Regions from separate parts of the Mus musculus genome. Here all the other regions are linked to region 4. The links are chromatin contacts, called in public promoter capture Hi-C maps. All regions are on one chromosome and are shown on one strand. The core of a region is the stretch at or near the end of the contact, and the rest is flanking DNA. Distances in the headings are between cores, read along the strand shown.

The links. Promoter capture Hi-C pulls out the DNA fragments that hold promoters and counts their contacts.
Region 1: a promoter capture Hi-C map of hippocampal neurons shows a contact between it and region 4, with 4 times the contacts expected there. The contact joins the promoter of Slc44a2 here to the promoter of Ccdc159 in region 4. A contact is called at or near these places in 7 of 39 promoter capture datasets (the 3T3-L1 cell line, hematopoietic stem and progenitor cells, hippocampal neurons and 4 more).
Region 2: a contact with region 4 is called in a promoter capture Hi-C map of liver. The contact joins the promoter of Raver1 here to the promoter of Ccdc159 in region 4. A contact is called at or near these places in 2 of 39 promoter capture datasets (erythroid cells and liver).
Region 3: a promoter capture Hi-C map of liver shows a contact between it and region 4. The contact joins the promoter of Atg4d here to the promoter of Ccdc159 in region 4. A contact is called at or near these places in 3 of 39 promoter capture datasets (liver and pre-B cells).

The regions. Positions count from the first base shown.
Region 1 is chr9:21,319,164-21,322,503 of GRCm38.p6, reverse strand. It overlaps Slc44a2 (solute carrier family 44, member 2), which reads right to left and starts at 1,785. Exons shown (of 23, transcript NM_001359227.1): 1 at 1,653-1,785. The coding sequence starts at 1,683. Gm39302 (predicted gene, 39302) reads left to right here and starts at 1,390. Exons shown (of 2, transcript NR_166671.1): 1 at 1,390-1,914.
Region 2 is chr9:21,090,052-21,093,747 of GRCm38.p6, reverse strand. It overlaps Raver1 (ribonucleoprotein, PTB-binding 1), which reads left to right and starts at 1,749. Exons shown (of 13, transcript NM_027911.4): 1 at 1,749-1,989; 2 at 3,432-3,498. The coding sequence starts at 1,771. Gm38431 (predicted gene, 38431) reads left to right here and starts at 1,740. Exons shown (of 17, transcript NR_038081.2): 1 at 1,740-1,989; 2 at 3,432-3,498.
Region 3 is chr9:21,263,617-21,266,986 of GRCm38.p6, reverse strand. Atg4d (autophagy related 4D, cysteine peptidase) reads right to left here and starts at 1,702. Exons shown (of 10, transcript NM_153583.10): 1 at 1,270-1,702; 2 at 165-248; 3 at 1-80. The coding sequence starts at 1,504.
Region 4 is chr9:21,925,997-21,929,255 of GRCm38.p6, reverse strand. It overlaps Ccdc159 (coiled-coil domain containing 159), which reads right to left and starts at 1,785. Exons shown (of 13, transcript NM_025977.3): 1 at 1,528-1,785; 2 at 30-163. The coding sequence starts at 1,538. Tmem205 (transmembrane protein 205) reads left to right here and starts at 1,721. Exons shown (of 4, transcript NM_178577.5): 1 at 1,721-1,964; 2 at 2,899-3,007; 3 at 3,102-3,259. The coding sequence starts at 2,908.

The sequences.
Region 1 (3,340 bases), core at 536-3,035, 610 kb after region 4:
AGTGGGATCTAGGCCAATCACTTGCTGAACACGACTGAGGCTTCCAGGCTTCCAGGCCCTACTACCCACTGAGCATGCGTGTTGCCTTGAGTTTCAGTCTCAGCGCTTGTAGAAGCCCTGGGTTCCAGCCCCACCCACACATAAACACCAGTGCTTTCTGAGCATGAGCGACCCCATCTAGATTCCAGTTCTTGCTAAACATGAGCCAGGGTTCTAGCTTCAAACCCACGGCTTACTGACCATGCGCCATGCATGAGTCTCCGATTTCCATCGCAACACAATGTACAGCCCCCCTCTGCCTCTCCCCGCAAAAAAAGTTCCACCCTTTGGACAAATTGAAGCCAGGTAAAATAATATCCACGCTCATTCTGCCCCACTTTTATTTCAAACAGACCTCGAGAAGACCAAAGATTCTCTCAGGTGTGATACCCAAGCATACTCAGGCTCCCAGACCAAGAATCCCACACCAGAGACAGCCAGAAGCACTCAATAGTTGCACAGCAACCCAAGAGCCTGGGGCTTCAGACCTTCTAGTGGTCTGGGGGCTGGCAACTTCAAGCTGGGAGAGCCCTGAAAGGCTAGGTCTTGCTACCTTCCTTTAGGCCAGGAAGGGTGTGTCACAGCCTCTGGGACCTGTCTATTCTTTTTTTTTCCTCCCCCTGGACCGCACAGACCCAGGAAAGAGGAGGAAGGCAGAGAGCCTACTTGCTTTTCTAGTTATTTTTGAACCATTTCCGGCCCCCTCCCCAAGACTCTAGAGTCTAGCAGTTTCCAGGAAGTTCCAGTCACACAAAGTGGTATATCAGGGGGAGGGATAGAGCCCCTCTGCCAGAGTCTCAGCTATGCCTCTTAAGGCTTGTGGCCGATTTAGGCCCAAGGAACCTAAAATAGATAAGAGGAAGGAGGCTCAGAGTTCAACACCCAGTCCGTGGGAACCCGGAGTCGGGTAGGGTGAGAAATCCGCATCTTGGCCCCACCCCCAGCTCCAAGTGGCTAAGGCCACCTCAGGCCTTACTGAGGTCCGGGTCTCCTGGAACCCTTAAAATTACAGGCACCTGCAACAATCAGCACAGGCAGGGAAAGTTTCTGCATTGCTCCCCGCCTGCCCGCCTCGTCTCTGACCTTCCCTGTCGCATTAGGCACCTAATTCCAGTTATACGGGACTCTTCAGCCTTGCCTCAGTTTCCCCATCTAGTACTAAGCTTGGAGTCGCTATTCTGGATGTAAATGGCGAAGATGTGGAGGACACTTGGGTCTTAAGGAGACGGGACATGTGGCGAGGTCGGGCCCCATTCTTGCCCACACCCCAAGCTAAGATCGCCTCGCATCCCCTCCCCCGCCCATCACCTAATTCTCCCAGATAACGGGACCTCCAGGCGAGGAGCATGCGCCATAAGTCCCGGCTCATCGCTCAGGAAGGGAGTAAGCTTGAAGATCCCCGAAAAGAGACACGGGGGACAACCTGGGCTAGGGCCAAGAGCTCCGGCTGAGCCAGCGCGGGATGCAGAGGCCTGAGGACGCGGACAGAAGGGCCTTCGTACTGCCTGCAGCCACGAGTGTTTTGTTTTAAGGCTCTCAGATGTTGCCCTTCCTCAAAACCCCCTCCTTCCCAAGTCAGCACAGGCGACCTACAGGCCGGAGGCTACTCCTACCATAGACTGCGTCCTTCCGATCGTCCTCCATGGCCTCAACCGAGGAGAGCTGAGTCCGAAGCCAGCGCGACCCCAACCCAAGCGGGCGGGAGACACCGCGCGCTGCTGGCCCCGCCCTGCCCCGCCTGACACCGCCCCCAGCGCGCACGCCCAAGACAGCCCCGCCCCTTAGGGGCGTGCCCAGGGAGGGGCGTTGGGGGGCAGCCACCTTCTGGTTTCCAGTCCGCTCTCTCTGTGGACAATTAGTGTGTTGCATCTGCTGGTCAGTCATTCTTTTTGTTGTTGTTGTTTTGGGTTTTGTGGGTTTGTTTTTGTTTTGTTTTTAGACAGGGTTTCTCTGTGCAGCCCTGGATGTACCGGAACTCTGTAACACGGCTGGCCTGGAACTCAAGAGATCTGTCTGCCTCAAATACTGGGATTAAAGGTGTGCTCAACCACCGCTCAGCAAGTCATTCTTTGTCCAGGTACTGAGCGCTGACTGAGCTAGGGATGCAGAAAAAGTTGTCATGTGCTCATTCATCCTATTGGTAAGATTTTGAGAGTTTGAACACAAGTCAGAAAGGAATAAAAGAGAAGGAGTGGCATGTCCCTGGGCCTCTGGGTAGGAGGTTTACGACTTTAATCTTCCAATCCCAGCACTGGGGAGGCAGAAGCTGCAGGATCTCCTTTATTATTATTATTATTATTATTATTATTATTATTATTATTTTGAGACTGAGCCTCCCTGGGGTCCTAGCTATCCTGAAAGTTGCTATGTAGACCAGACTAAGAGAGATACCCATGCCTCTATCTCTGAGTGTGGGGTTTAAAGGTGTATGCCACCATGTCCAACCTTAAAAGGTAGTTTTGAAAAACACCTATCATTCCAGCACTTGGGAGATGAAGAAGGAGGCACAGTAGTTCCAGGCTAGCCTTAGCTACACAGGAGTTTGAGGACAGCCTGGGGTACGTGAGACCCAGTCTCAATAAACAAAAATTTTCTTTGATCAGTGGAAGGTTTGAAATGTTGACAGACATGATCTAAAATAAGTTCTAGAATAACAATGATTAGGGCTGGAGCGATGTCTCAGAGGTTAAGAGCACTGCCTGCTCTCTTCCAGATCCTGTCTTTCAGAGGACCTGAGTTCAATTCCCAGCAGCCACATGGTGGTTCACAACAATATATAATGAGATCTGGTGCCCTCTTCTGGCATGCAGGCATATATGCAAGCAGAACACTATTATATACAATAAAGAAATAAATCTTGAGAAAATAAAGAATGGTTAACCTAAGCCAGGCGTGGTGGGGCACGCCTTTGATCCCAGCACTTGGGAGGCAAAGGCAGGCAGATTTCTGAGTTCGAGGCCAGCCTGGTCTACAAAATGAGTTCCAAGACAGCCAGGGCTATACAGAGAAACCCTGTCTCGATAAAAACAGAAAGAAAAAAAAAGAAAAGAAAAGAAAAGAAAAAAAGCAACCTTAGAAGTTGCTGGGCAATGGTGGCACACACCTTTAATTCCAGCACTCTGGAGGCAGAAGCAAGCAGGCAGATTTCTGAGTTTGAGTCCAGCCTGGTCTATAAAGTGAGTTCCAGGACTGCCAGGGCTATACAGAGAAACCCTGTCTCAAAAAAAACAAAAACAAAAACAAAAACAAAAACAAAAACAAAACCGGAAAAGAGCCGGATGGTGGTGGCACACTCAGGAGG
Region 2 (3,696 bases), core at 500-2,999, 840 kb after region 4:
CTATCACTGCCAGGAAACTGGCCCAAGAACACCTTGCTCACAGTGACTGACATTCAAGGTAACGGAGGAACCTGTACGGTCTACAGGGGCAAGTTCAGCAGGAACCCAGGACACACATATGCACTTGGGTCTCTCTGTGCCGATCAAGGCCAGGATGGCCAACATCACTATGGGGGTGTTCATGCCCCTAGGGATGGTGACCACTGCAGTGGCGTCAGTGTACACCCTCAGGATGCAGAACCCGAGTGGCTGCTACCACTTGAGAAACAGAAGTACCTCTGTGTCTCTCAGCACACTGTCGTCCAAAGATACAGCCCAGGGTAAGTTGTCCTGAGACAGGGGAAGACCAAGGTCCAGACTGAGAGGAGGATTGGGCCGTATCAAGTTCCAGATCAATAAAACCTTCAAGGGCTGGAGAGATGGCTCAGTGGTTAAGAGCACTGACTGCTCTTCCAGAGGTCCTGAGTTCAATTCCCAGCAACCACATGGTGGCTCCCAACCATCTGTAATGAGATCCGATGCCGTCTTCTGGTGTGTCTGAAGAGAGTGACACACATTAAATGTACTCACATTAAAAAATATAAAAATAAATCTTTAAAATAAAACTTTCAGCATGATAGTGCACACCTTTAATCCCAGCTCTCTGGAGGCAGAGGCAGGTGGATCTCTGTGAGTTCAAGGCCAGCCTAGTCTACAGAGTAAGTTATTCCAGGACAGCCACAGAGAAACCCTGTCATGAAAGACAAACACACACACACATTAGCACTTGCCCATAGACTCCTGAAAGTAGTTTTCTGGTGCTAGAGAGATCCATGTCTGTCATTATAAACTGCTGATCTTTTCTTCCTTGTGTCTTTTGCCAGTTCCTTCCCCAGCTCCTGTTTAACTTTTTGCTTCCTGTGCTGTCTATCTCTACTACCCCTACCAAGTCTGCTGGAAATGAAACTCAGGGGTTGCCATGCTTAGCAGTTAGTCCTTTTTTTCTTTGTTTTTTGAAACCCTGACTTACTATGTAGACCAGGCTGCTTAGGCCTTCAGAGTGCTGAAAATAATGCCAGCATTTGTCGTTGTTATTTGGTTGTTTGTTTTTCTTTTTTGAATCAGGTTTATCTCAAACTTGAGTTGTATAGTAGGGAATGACTTTGAACTTCAAGTCCTGCAGCTTCCATTTTGGTTTTTCGAGACAGGATGTCTCTGTGTAGCCCTGGCTGTCCTGGAACTCACTCTGTAGACCAGGCTGGCCTCGAACTCAGAAATCCACCTACTTCTGCCTCCCAAGTGCTGGGATTTAAGGCGTGCGCCATCACTGCCTGGCAGCTTCCATTTCTAAAGTGCTGGAATTGCATGCGTACATCAGTACACCTAATTTTTGTCTGTCGTTTCATTTTCTCTTTTGAGACAGGATCCTCATGAATTTGATTTCCGTTGTAACTGTGGATGACATCATAAGATCTGCCTTCCCCTCTAAAGGGCTTAGATTACAGGTGTGTGCACCTGACCAACTCTTAAGGCGGTGTTAGGGATTCACGCCTGCCTATTCTCAATCCTGCCTTGTAAGGCGGCTCCATGTTGCAGCTCCGCCCTTTTATTCAATGGCCCAGAGTCAGGGGAAGGGGGCAACGCTCGCGGGGCTGGTTCTAGCCAATACGCTGAAAGGGGCCGGGAGAGAGGCGGGGCTTCCACCAACCAATCACTACACGCGACCTCCTTGCCGCTCTATGTCGCTCCGCCCTGAGCTCGCTGGTCCCAGAAGGCGCCGGGTTTCCCAAGATGGCGGCCGACGTGTCCGTTACTCACCGGCCGCCGCTGAGCCCAGAGGCGGAGGCCGAAGCGGAAACTCCCGAGACCGTCGATCGCCGGGCGCCCGAACAAGAGTTGCCGCCGCTCGATCCGGAAGAGATCCGGAAACGCCTGGAACACACTGAGCGCCAGTTCCGTAACCGCCGCAAGATACTGATCCGAGGCCTCCCGGGGGACGTGACCAACCAGGTATGGGGGGTGGGGGTGAGAGCGTGGCGGGAAACACCACGGTGCGCGTGCGCGCGCACGCGGGCGGGGGGGTGGAAACCGGGCGGTACCAACGCTGCTGTGAGTGGGGGCTCTCCCCAGTGTCATATCCTCTCCCAGGGTCGTGAAACATTAAGAACGAAGTGGAAAGGGCATGGTTAGGAAAAAGAAAAAAAAGAAAACACTTTAAAGTGCTGGTCGACGTTGCTAGGGGCGACCATCGGACTTGGGAGAGGCCAAGTGGTTGAAGGTTGCAGGTAGTTGGAAGGGGCAGGCAGCTGTGGCCCTGCTGAAATATGTACGGGAGACTGTGAATAGATTGATTGAAATAGATTCCAACTGACCCATGCATATTCAGAGGGTTGTTTCCCTCCTCTGCCTTCGGGTGACAGGAGCTCAAATCTGGAAGTTTCAGAATTAAGAGCATGGCTTTTCTTATCAAGCATAATCGACACCTTTTAGAGGTAGACCCGGAAGTTGGAGCTGCATCCCTCAATGCCTACTAGAATTGATTTGGGAAAATGAAGTCTCCTTTCGACATGAACATGCCGCGGTGGGGGGCGGGGGTTGTATTCTGTGGCACTTCCCTGTGGCTAATCTTGTCTGCCGGGACTGCCCTTCTATTGGGAACCCATGTAGAGCAGGGTGTGCAATGCTCTTTGGACCCAAGAAAGTGGTATCTCTGTTGCCCTGCCCGGTGGTGGTGGGATAGGCCCTTTCTGATTGCTGCTAAATTGTCTGCTCACTGGCTCACCCTAGTACCCCCTGCTCTATAGGCACATGGCTAGTGAAGCTGCAGAGGTGTTGGGGAACACAATAAAGGACCAGACAAGGAATAGACACTTGTGTGCATGGTGTCCTGCATATCTGGAACTGCCAGCCCTATCTCCTTGGGCTCATACACAGGTCATTTGGTGCAAGGAAGCCAGGCAACTTGCCCTGGAAGCCAGCATTCAAAACAGCAGCCCTGTCAACATGAGGGAGTTTGGGTGGCCCCTGCACCCACACAGTGTAGGGTCAGATAAGTGAGTGGGGTCCCTGGTCAGGTAGCATGCCCCCTGTTGTCATGACAGCCCTGGCCAGGTACCCCTGGGTAGCATGCCCCCTGTTGTCATGATAGTTTGTGTGTTTCACTTCTTACAGCCTCAGCTGTTTTCCTCTTGGAGAAAATGGCTTCATAATTAGCTGTGGACCGGTTTCAACCTTGCACAGGGGAATCAGACAAGTTGGGCAGCCTCCTTGAAGGTGTGCAGTTTGAGTTGTTGGTGTTCCTAGCATGTAATCTGCAGTCTTGCCCTGCACAAGATAGATTGTAGAAGATAGCTGTATGGACAAACAGCTATTCATTTATCTGCTTGAATGGAGGGTCCACCTGTAGGCGGCCTTGCCCAGTGACTCCCCGGCTTCTGCTTGTGTCTCTGCAGGAAGTACATGACCTCCTGAGCGACTACGAACTCAAGTACTGTTTCGTGGACAAATACAAAGGGACAGGTTTGTGGGTCATGGATGGACAGGGCAATTATGACATGACAGTCCCCAGTGGTAACAGGACCTGGCTCAGCATCTGTTCTGAATTGTGGGTCCTGTGTTGTGTCAGAGGAAGCAGATCCTTGTTCTGTCTGTCCGTGTCTTAATTTTTTTGAGGCGGGGACTCACATGAAGCTGAGGTTGGCCTTGAACTCCTAGAGA
Region 3 (3,370 bases), core at 453-2,952, 660 kb after region 4:
TCCAGCAAGGGGTGGGAAGTCCCGGCGATATGTGAGCCATAGTCGAGATACAAAGTCCCTTTGAAACCGCTGGATGTCACCTATGAGAACCAACTGGTCAGCCTGGCAATCAAGGAGAACCCTAGGAGACTTCCCCTACCCTGGTTCCAGATTTGACACCTCACCCTCTCCCTCGAAATGGTAGCATCGCCCGCAGAGGTGAACAGTGGAGATCTTGCTGAAGCTGGTCCGGCTTTTAACTGCCCAACCTGGGGAAACATGGAGTAGCTCGCAGCAATTTAAAGCACTCAAGTATCAGCAATGGGTCTTCCATTCCCCAGTGTTGAACTGGGCCTGATCCTAGCTGAGATGTCAGGGCGGCGGCTCTGCAAAATCCATGCCACACCACATCTGTCTGGAACACAGGTGGGACTTAGTCACATCTTCATAAGGACCCACTATCAACCCAGGGCCGTTCTATTCTGACTGTTGGGTTTTGCTGTAAATCTATAAAGCACATTTTTATTTTGTGTATGTGAGCTTGTGTATATATGTGGACAAGCAAGCACCACAGTTTGGGTCTGGAGTATAGAACATTGACAGGAGTGGGGGCTCTCCTTCCACCATTGGGGTCCAGGCTGGAGCTGAGGTCCTTAAGCTTGGTGACAAATGCCTTTAACTACTGCGGCATCTCACTAGCCTTTTTCCAATTTTTTTTTAAAATATCCACTGGTGTTTTGCCTGCATGTATACCTGTGTGAGGGTGTTAGATCCCATGAAACTGGAGTTACAGACAATTGTGAATTGCCATGTGGGTGCTGGTAATTGTTCCTCTGGAGGAACAGCCAAGGCTGCTGAGCAGTCTCTCCAGCCCCCTGTTTTCCGATTTTTTGAGACCCAGTCTCATGAGGAGCTCAAGTCAGCCTGGAACTTATTATATAGTCCAGGATAGCCTAGAACTCTTGGTAAACCTCCTGCCTCAGCATCCCAAGTGCTGGGATTACAGGTGTGAACCAACATCTATTAACTCTGTTCATACTATTGCACCTATGTTACAGAGGGCAGTAAACAGACCGCAGGAAAGCAAGGTATTTGGCCAAGGTCAAACAGGTGCAATGGGCGGAGCTTGAAAACCTTTCCCATTTAACCTGCCCCACGTCCAGGACTGGGAAGGGCGGAGGACCTGCTTGTGACTCCTCCTGGATGGGCTCATCCACAGGACAGGGTAAAGGTTTGGTTTCTTTTGCTCTGACCCCTCTGACACCCTTGACCAGTGCACCCCCTCCTCACCATACTTGACGTTGTTCCAGGCTGTCAGGAACTTGGCTTTGAACTTGTCCACCTCGTCGGGCTCGGCGGGGTCTGTCCCAGATGAACCGAGAGCTGCCACTCCGGACCCCGAAGGTCCCAGGTTGCTAGGATCCGGGATACGGGTTTGTCCCCTCGGCCGGCGACAATCGGCCCGGCGCGCGTCCTCCGAGCTCCCGCTGCGGTACTGCGCCGCAGCCGGCGACACGGAGTTCATGGACCCGCCGGAGAGGAAGGACGCAGGTGTCCCCGAGGTCCGGGGAACTGCGAACGCTCGGGAGCAGCCCCGCGGCCAGCACAGTGTTACTCTATACTCAGAGCCGGGCTCCCGGGTCCGGCTCTGGCCGCAGCGGATACCCGGGCTCCCACAGCCAGCGCCATCTTGGTGGCCCAGAGCACCCGGATACGGTGGGCTTGGCTAGCGAGCAAGCCACGCCCCTGTACAGTCCGCCTCCCTTGGACTCACCACACCCTCCTAATCTCACCGCGCAGGCGCAAGCGCGTCCCTGGGGGCCCTTATCTCAGACCAATGGGTCAGAGCCGGAGAAGCCACGCCCATTTACAGCCCTTTCTCAAGCCTTGCACACCCTTGTTCTGAATGACATCTCAAGCTGCGGACGCCGGACCTTCTCTCGCTCAAAAGTGCAGATTTCCCCGCCCTGCCACTCAAATTCCACTGCATTGAAGGTCCCATGTTCTGGGTGCGATACATGGGGCTTGTCGTGCCTGTGGAGATCTCGTAAGAGCCAACTCAGGTTCCTAGACAGCCAGCACCTTTATCGCATCTTTATCCGCTGAGCCATCTGAAGGGCCTTTCCAATGTTTTGAGACAAGCTCTCACTTAGACCTGACTCTCCTAAGGAGAATACATTCCGACTATTCAAGTCCTGCTTAGGCACACGAGCTCCGTTCACGCCCAGAACACATGCCCCGACCTGCAGTGAAATTGGAGAGCCCAGGCAGAGAACCCACCCTGGAGCTCAGGCTGGCCTCCAACTCATGGCTGCCCGCCTGCGTCAGCTTCTTTAGTGCTGGGGTACTCAAAGACTGAGCACACTGGCGATGGAGCTGAGTTGGTAGAGGGCCTAGCACACGTGAGGCCCTGTGTTCTATTCCCTGAAACCCAGAAACTGAGTGTAGTGGTGCATGAAACCCAAGTCTCTGAGGCAAAGGCAGGGGCACAGGCCCCTCCTCTGTTGTGCAAGGCGTTTGAAACCAGCCTGAGCTTCATGAGAACGAAAGAGACTGTGAACACAACAGAGTTTATCAACCCAGAACAGATGTCACCCTGGGGATGTGACTATCCCTGACCCATTGGTGCCCCATTGGTCATGATTCTCAGTGCCTCAGTTTTCTCCTGAGCAAAATTTGAGGGAGTTATCTGTAAGACTATAAAAGGAAAACGAGGGCTGGTGAGATGGCTCAGTGGGTAAGAGCACCCAACTGCTCTTCCGAAGGTCCAGAGTTCAAATCCCAGCAACCACATGGTGGCTCACAACCATCCGTAACGAGATCTGACTCCCTCTTCTGGAGTGTCTGAAGACAGCTATAATGTACTTCCATATAATAAGTAAATAAATTAAAAAAAAAAAAAAGGAAAACGATTTTGGCATTTTTTTTAGTGAATCTTTTTTATTTATTTATTTATTTTATTTTTATGAGAACGCTGTCGCTGTCTTCAGACACACCAGAAGAGGGCATCAGAATCCATTACAAATGGTTTTGAGCCACCATGTGGTTGCTGGGGATTGACCTCAGGACCTCTGAAAAAGCAGCCAGTGCCCTTAACTGCTGAGCCATCTCTCCGGCCCCAATTTTGGTATTTTGAGACCCTATCTTATGTAGCCCAGGCTGAGCTTGAACTTACAAGCTATGTGCCTGAGGATGGCCTTGAATTTGCCTATTATTTATTTATTACACTTATTTATCTGTGTGTGTATGTGCACGTGTGTGTGTGTGTACGCGAGTGCACACACGTGCGTGGGTGTGTGTGTGCATGTGTGTACACATCCTTGCCACAGCACTTATGTGGCACTCAGAGGGCAACTTTTGGAAGTCACCTTCTACCACATGAGTCCTAGGG
Region 4 (3,259 bases), core at 536-3,035:
CAGCCCCTCCCAGGCCTCCAAATGTCTACCAGGCTCTCCAGGAGGTGGTGAGTACTGGCTCCTCTCCTTAGCAGCCCAAGATGTGATGGCGAGTAACGGAGGTGTGCAGAGATGAGAAACACAGTCGTCAGAGTCCCGGGATAGGCCAGCCAAAAGAGAGTCACTGCAAAGGGGGCATGGGAGGAGCTCTGAGCCCACTAACTCCCCATCCTTTTGGTTTTAGCTATGTATTGTTTTGAAACAGTCTCATGTAGCCCAGGCTAGCCTCCAACTCATTATGTAACCAAGAATGATCTTGAACAGCTGATTCTCCATCTTCTACCTCCCCGGTGGCTAGGACGACAGGCGTGTGTCACTGCATCCCGTTTACACAGTGCTGGGGTGGAACCCAGCTGCACGCTAGGCAGGTGCTTTGCCAACTAAGAACCAGCCCCAGACACCTGATCTCTTTAGTGTTTCCCCAAAGAGACTCCTCAGAGATGTTCCAGCCAGAATCTCCTCAGTATTGGCAGAAGTGAAAGTCAGAGGAGAGGTAAACCCAAACGGATGCCCAGTGACCAGCTTAAAGGTGGGAAGAGAAAACCAACTGCGTAAAGTTGTCCTCTGCCGTGCGTGCCATGACACACGCACTCGTAAGACATGTCTCATGCACAACAAGGATAACAAGGCTTTATATTTAAAAAGGGGACAGAAAGTAGTCACATGCCTTTAATCCCAGCACTCAGGAGGCAAAGGCAGGCAAATCTCTCTGAGTTCGAGGCCAGCCTGGTCCACTTAGTGAGTCTCAGTCAAGTCAGGGCAAGAGACCCTGTCACAAAAACCTTAAAAAAAAAAATGGCTTGAGAGTTGGTTTAGCTGCTTTTCCTGAGTACCCAGGTTCAATTCCCAGCACCCATAGGGTGACTCACAACCGTCTGTGTCTCCAGTCCCAGAGGATTTGATGCCCTCTTCTGACCTCTACAGGCACTAGATTCGAAAGCAGTGCCCAGACATATATACAAGCAAATCGTTAATACACATAAAAATTTTTTTAAATCTGAAACAAACAAAACACATAAAGGACAGGATGTGGTAGTTCAGCCCTTTTAATCCCAGAACTCAGGGGGTCCCTGAGTTCCAAGCCAGCCTAGTCTACAAAGCTAGTTCCAGGCCAGCCATGGCTACACAGTGAGAATCTATCTGGGAGGGGAAAAAATTATATATACTATATTGGGCTGCCCTGATTACACAGATTTAGTCCAATGCTTGTAAATGAAATTTGTTCTAGAATGTCACCTGAGGACCACAGATACCCTCGAAGATTAGAGCGGGAAAGGAAAGACACATTTCTGAGCGTCACCACCAGAAGGTCCCCAACCTTGCCTGCCCTCCCCACAACCCCAATTGAATCTTCAGCTGTCCCCTTCTCCAGAAAAATTTTCGAGCTTGGAAGCTTAACCATTGCTATTAGTCCTAACCCCTTGTTCTGTCAATCTAACACCCTTCCAGTCTCCCCATTCTCTTCCATTCCCACCTACTACAGCATACCACCCGTTCATGCTCTCCCATCAGGGACCACGAAGCCAGTCCCCAGCTGTGACGCTGAAGTTTTGATCCCCTGAGGACACCATCGTTGGAAAACGAGGGGAGGCCAAAGGTGGAGTCACAGAGAAGGGCGTGGTCCTCCCATAAGCCACGCCCGTTCACTCCGCTCAGGCGCGGAGCTCATTGGCGCCTGCGCATCTTCGGTGAGACTGGATGAAGTCCGGAGAGGCGAGATGGCCAGTTGATTCCCGCAAGCCAACTGGGCAATCCCTAAGTGGGAGAGTCCAGAGGAGTGAGAGCTGTGATCTCATTGGCTCTGGCTGGGAGGTGGGGCGAGGCCTGCGGGGCGGAAGAAAACCTGGGAAATCTCAGGCAAGCCGGAGCTGCACTGGAGCTGCCACGGTTCTTGGTCCCTACGCCTGAGCTCGTGTGCTCCAACGGTGGGGTCAGATGGGGCTCCGGGGGTGTTTTGGGATGTTCTTAGAATATCTCGGGTTCCGGATGAGGGCTCTTAGATGTCTGCAGAGCTAGGGTAATCCCTGAAAACCTAAGTATGTGAACTTGAGCTGCTGGGATTCAAGCTTTTGGGGTGCAGTGGACATTGTGGTTTAGAGAGAGTCTTTTGTTCTAGAATTTTGGTTTTGAGACAAGGTCTCATGTATCTCTGGTTGGCTTCCAACTCCTGCCCCTCCTGTTTCTACTTTTGTGCTGGAATGACAGACTAGAACCAGAACCTGTTTTATGCAGAACTGGAGACGGAACGCGAGGCTTCCTGCACGTGAGGCAAACGCTCTGCCCGCTGAGCCATTTGCTCAGCTGGACCTGAGATGTTTGCTTGCTTCCTTATTTTGAGAGAGTCTCACAGTATGTCAGGCAGTCCTCAAACTCAGTGATTTTCCTGCATCACCCTCTGATATGTTGGGGTTACAACTGTGAATCACCAGGCCAGTTTCTACGTCTTTAAAGGCTTTTTGGAATTGAGGAATCTTTTTCTAACTTTGAGCTAGAAAAGTGGCAACTCCCCTGTCTCCGTCTTCCAAGTGTTGGGGATTTACAGGTACAAGCCTTCATGTTGGGTGATATTATTTACTTATTATTATTACTATTATTTTGCAAGTATGGAGGATAGCATGTAAGGCCAGCACCAACAAAGTCCCTGACCGCAAAGCCACGATTCCAGCCCCAAGCCTGAGCCCAGATCGACTGGTTGGGCTTGAGATTGTCTAGGGTCTACTTTGGGTCTTCCAACTGCCATTTCCAGGCTGTTTTCTCTCATCTTTGCACCAGTGTGAGGCTGGCCCTATGCACTCTCTGCCAAGGCCTCAAAGCTCGGGGGTCGAAGGTTAAGCTGAGTCACCACTGTTTCCTTCCCAGGGCTGCAGAATGGAAAAAGGAGAGGACCCGGGAAGTCTGATTAAAGTCATCCACTTGCTGGTCTTGTCTGGTGCCTGGGGCATGCAGGTGTGGGTGACCTTTATCTCAGGTAGGGACCCTCCAACCTGTTATTTAGAGTGAGGACTGAGTAGGAGGGGGACCCGGAAGCAACCTAACGGTGTTTGTGGCCCTCCACCTCCCAGGCTTCCTGCTTTTTCGGAGCCTCCCGCGGCACACATTTGGACTGGTGCAGAGCAAGGTCTTCCCAGTCTATTTTCACGTCTCCTTGGGCTGTGCCTTCATCAACCTCTGCATCTTGGCACCACAGCGAGCCTGGATTCACCTCACACTGTGGGAAGTC